Linked DNA regions of Arachis hypogaea: region 1 is linked to region 2. The links are chromatin contacts, called in public Hi-C maps. All regions are on one chromosome and are shown on one strand. Each heading gives the region's core, a stretch centred on a gene start, on an enhancer-like site or on the middle of the called end of the contact. The rest is flanking DNA. Distances are from core to core; before and after follow the strand shown. Region 1 overlaps LOC112783423. Region 2 has its middle 47 kb from the start of LOC112786264.

Region 1 (2,700 bases), core at 44-2,543, 210 kb after region 2:
AAGCAGTAAAAATAGTTTTTTATTGATAAAAATTGCTGCAACCTTTTCCTCAGTTGACAAGCCTAAAATTTGTTCCACCTCTTTTTTGATAGGTGGTATAAAATTGTTACAACTTTTTTTTTATTATAATTGACATGACCTTTCCTCTGAAACTCCCTCTACCTCTACTTTGATAATTGAAACCTCGATCTCGTCCTTCTTGTGTACGACTTGATTCTGCAACATTATTTAAATTCATCCAACTTTTCAGAGCCTCTTCGATTGATTTTTTTTTACTTCTCCAATATTCTATTAATGTGACTTTCCATGGTTCCTTGTAATTTTGCAATTATCATGGTATCCATATCGTCGGACTTCAGTATTGTAGTCACCACATAATCATACTTTATCGGCATGGTGCGAAAAAATTTTCTCTACCAATTTACTATCGGACATATCTTCTTTATAGACTCTCATCTTATTGACAAGATCTATAACACATAAAATATTGCTCAATAGTTTCTAAGTTAGACATTTCATACCTTTCATATTCTATTCGCAAGGACTCTAAATTTGCTTTTTGGGCTTTATCTACACCTTTGTATGATAGCTTCAACTTGTTCTAAGCTTCTTTTACATTTTTGGCATTTGTTACTTTGCCAAACACCGTATAATCTACACCTTGATGAATTTGTGATAGTGCCAATTGATCTCTCTTCTGTTGGACAACATATTATCTTTCTTACAATCTTAGTTCAATAAAATTCTACAGGTTCTGAACCTTCAAATAAGTATACATAAAAATTTCCCAATAACTATAATCAAATTTTTCATCTAATTTAAAATTAGATCACACAATATTAAAAGCCTTTATCATACTAAATCTAGAAACAAACAATAATTATGTAAAAATTCTTTCATACTTTACAAACTCTCAAACACTTAATATTGAATTAAACCAACTCTAATACCAATATAAATATAATATCTACACTTAATTGATTCGAAAATTATTCACTTATATAAATGACATTACTATATTTATTATCTCTCAAACTCAGCACGTATAAAAGAAAAGAACAAAAAAGCATCGCTTAAATCTTAAAACCATATATACTCATTTAACTTCTATGGAACACATCCTTAAAATAGATGAGTTAAAGCCTATTTATAGGCAAGAATGCAAGATTACTCAATCAAGATAATATTTCTTAATTGCTAAGAATCAAAGGCGGTGTATGTAGCCAACCAATCTTGCATTGTAACTACTTGATAATACCACTTGCTTGATAACGTCATCTTTATATCTTCATAGCTTTGTAATTTGGTAATGGCAGTGACACCAAATTGATTATAACGCATGCTGATGTAAGTTGTGGAGTCTTTGATGTTGAATTCAATTTGTGCAAGTTGATATTATAAAAAATTTGTAGTCTTAGCAATAAATTGTAAACTTGTAATGACCTTGAATTCAAATTGAATTCTGACTTTGACTTTCTAAACTTTGTTACTTGCATTTGCATACAACTTGATTTAATTTTACTAGTTTTCAAAAAAAATATTTAATTTTACTAACATAACTATAAATAAATGATTAACATTAAAAGTTATTTTAGAGGTCTTATTATAACATTAAAGTTAAGTAACTTTCATGTTTTTTATTTGGGGTTCTTAATTGAACAACCAGTATGAAAATTCTATTACCAAAAGTTTGATTAATTTGTGTTAACCTAATTAAAGTCCCATAACGTGATATAGTTCTCTTAATAAACATGGATTAAATTCTCCGTTAGTAAATTAAGTGTGGAAATAAGCTGCTAGCCCTTAATAAAAATAAATTTATTAATGTGGTTGTGGATGTTTGATTATTGTCATATTACAACTATATTTAAACTCCAATTATTTTTTTTTCTTATATTTGCACATTTTCTTAATGAATGATTGTACTTAATATTCCTCCCCCATATGACTTCTGCTAGAATTTTTTATAGTGGACTTCTATTGATTATTGTTTTTTGTTTTTATGAAAACGGCTTGAATGTTTAAAGCGTGATATTTCTGTAATTCCATGAAGTTGTGGAGTAATCCACTTTGGATTTTTGATATCACTATTTATCGGACTTTAGAATTTCATATAAGATAAGATAATGGTGTCATATTTTGAGTTGACATACACTCTTTCCATGTGAGTTTCACACCCCATTCAATCTACAAGATAAAATGATTACACGTATAGCGTTTCTCAATTTAAAGGAGAGTTGAAATCAATACAAACCCAAAAGTTCCAAGATATCTTTCTGTTTCTGAAGATCAATTTTCTTACTATAATTCTGTTAAAAATGTAGGAACTGGAAAATTCTCTTAATGCAAATGAGGAAGCTCAAGAAGGCAATCATGGACATGGGAGAATGAAAGTAAAGGCACCAGAAAATATCAAATTCTAGATGACAATAGATTCTTCAAGACACATAAGTTGCATTGTCGAATTGTCTATTACCATTGTCCATTATTGTCTCAGTAAAGTTTGAAACATAAAGAATGTCTTTAATCTAACAATTGTTAAAATTTCTACCTTACAACTTTTCTTCCTTTTTTATTCTTTTCCTCTTTTGCTTTGTTCACAAGTTAAATAAAACATTAGGAGGCTTTTCCTTCTTACCCCTTTCTTCTTTTATGGCTTAAAACGAAATCATCATCGTCGTCGCTCTCATCGATGATTCT
Region 2 (2,700 bases), core at 49-2,548:
ATTGCTAAATACCCTTACTTAAATATAAAAGCTATGTTATAATATTTTACTGGAAATTATTTTTATTTTATTTTTTTAATGTATATGTAGATATATTAAATTTGTGTTTGAATTGTGTTTTAACATGATAAATTTGATTGAATTGTATTCGATTATATTATATATATTTGTTCGTGGTTTCTTTTATAAAGGTTATTAATAGATACATATACCATATTTGTGTCTTTGCGGAGAGAATTAAATGAGGATCGTGACGGAGTATTTTCTTAAATAGAAACGGGGTGGAGAAGGGATATCTGCTCCATGAATATCTATTGTCATCTCTAATCATGACATAGTATTAAAATTTCTATGACCTGAAAGATTTAAAATTCAATCTTTGTTAATTCTAAAAGAAGAAAATAGAATAAGACAAAAAAAAAATCATACAAAAATTTAAACAAATTTAAAAAAATTTTTGTTTAAAAAAATATATTAAAAAATATAACCATTTATATGTCTTTTTTTATGAATTTAAACAAAAAATTAGTATTATAATAACAAAATGATTTATGACAATATTGTCATATAAGAGTGAGTGAAACAACCTCCTTAAACTTGTTGCTTGCAAATGACTCCTAAGATTGAAAGTGAGCCAAATTGATTTCTGAGTTATTAATTTGATTTATTAATAAATCTGAAGATTATAACTTTATTATTGTTAAATATGTTAAATTTGAGCTTTAGTTAAACTAAAATGTAGCCTCTTCAAGCAGAAACTTGACTCGCTTCTCTCCTAAGGAAAGGAACCATAGAAACAATTCTTTAATTTTCTTACTTTTTATTTTATTTTATTTATTTATTTATTTATTTTTTTGAGAGGGGGAGGAAGAGGAGGGTTAGGTTTTGTTAAAACTAATAATTAATATTAACATGTTATTATCACACATAATAATATGCTAAACAATTTAAAATTATATTTTTCATAAAATTCATTCGTTTATTTAATTTCTTGTCAACGCGTTATCATCAAACTTTGGCTAATATAATGTAATATATTTAACTGCAATCATGTTATGTGCACATAAAATTCAGTTATTAAATTAATTATTTATATAAAATATATATTAAAAATAAATTAAATAATATATATTTATATATAATAGACAGTGATTGATTTAAAAATTAATTCTTAGTGTGTATAAAGAGTAGTGCGTCTCATCAAAGTTTTGTGATTGTTGAAAGGAGCTGAGGGAGGAATCACAAAGTTAAGTAATTACACGTACAATATTTCTCATCTAAATTAGAAAAAGGCAATTAAACAATGTAGAAGGACAATATGGTTCTCATCATGCAGATAACCTTACTTTCACCTCTCAAATATTTTGTCTTTTCCATCCATTGCCTACATAATTAACAACACAATAACTGCTGAAGAATAGACATCTCTCTTATCCAAACCTCAATAATGACTTAATGAGGGATGTTGTATATATTCTTTTTTAATTATATTTTATTAAAAATTAGAGAAAATAAAAAAAAAATCATATCTTTTCTATGATAAAAATATAAAAAAGTTACGTAAAAAAGTATGTAAATATATTTTTTCTATTAATAATTTGTGGACGGCCATATGAATGTACGAATGATATCATTATTTGATAAAAGTGACACACAGCTAGCAAGCACAAGAAGAAAACGAAGGTTGTGACACTATATATATATATAACTATAGTAGTCTAATTGCATGCAATAATGTCATAATTAACTTAACGGCAGCTACTCCCATGAAGATGCCAAAAACATCTTCTCATGATGATCCTTGTTTAAAAAGTGTAACTTATTTATTTTGCAACACTTTAAATAAAGGTAACACTTTTACTTCAAATAAAATCAAGTCCTACAATCTATCATCCAATGGTCAAAATGATATATCTTCACATGATGACAATCATTAAATCTTCATTGGAGTAGCCACCTTAACTTATTATTGAATGAATTTTCTTTTAAAAAATATTATTATTCCATACATTATTATTATTAATTTGTATCAAATTTATTAATTATTCATAAATATAAATTAATAATACTGTTGAAACAGTTAATCATCCATTAAAATTGATTTGAGAGGTGTGTGAGGTAAGAATGTTGGATAATTATTAGGATGAAAATAAATATATACGTGTAGCTTTAGAATAACGCCGACAATCACTATCAAAGTGCAATTGTGGCCATAGTCCATAGAGACAACATCGACTGTGACCCCTCACATTTTCGTCTTCCACCCTACTCAATTGGGATACCCGTCCTTTTCACTCTCAATATCTTTTTTTTACACATATTCTACGAAATAGTAATTGTTTTGGATTAAAAAAAAACATTTATTTAATCGTTTAATTTTTTAGTGAAAATATTTCATAACACTGTATCATCAGCAAGTTTTATGAGTATTTATAATTGAACAAATGAATGATCACAAAATATTTTTCATGCATAAATCAGGATTTGAATCATCATCGCATGCACGATTTAATTTTTGATTAAAAAAAAAATTAGAAGATGAACCACTAAATCATACCTACATGATTAAAATTATATATTTATAAATATGATATATATAGATCAGCCTACTACTAGTATATTGTCTATACTTCAAGCCCGAAAAATAAAACTAAAAAACTTTTATATAAATAATTCGATATTTAATTTGCACATAAAGGA

Evidence for each region. A called contact is a pair of places that touch in the nucleus more often than the background predicts.
Region 1: a contact with region 2 is called in a Hi-C map of an unstated tissue, with 4 times the contacts expected there. The contact joins two enhancer-like sites. A contact is called at or near these places in 4 of 8 Hi-C or Micro-C datasets (leaf and an unstated tissue).

The regions. Positions count from the first base shown.
Region 1 is chr20:122,969,643-122,972,342 of arahy.Tifrunner.gnm2.J5K5, forward strand. It overlaps LOC112783423, which reads right to left. Exons shown (of 4, transcript XM_025826365.3): 4 at 2,453-2,700. The coding sequence ends at 2,635. Among protein-coding and RNA genes, the nearest start is that of LOC112783423, 5.2 kb to the right of the region's middle. Within about 2 kb of position 1,294, at least 1 of the 3 cell types and tissues checked has open chromatin away from gene starts, as enhancers often do.
Region 2 is chr20:122,754,648-122,757,347 of arahy.Tifrunner.gnm2.J5K5, forward strand. No RefSeq gene overlaps it. Among protein-coding and RNA genes, the nearest start is that of LOC112786264, 47 kb to the left of the region's middle. Within about 2 kb of position 1,299, at least 2 of the 3 cell types and tissues checked have open chromatin away from gene starts, as enhancers often do.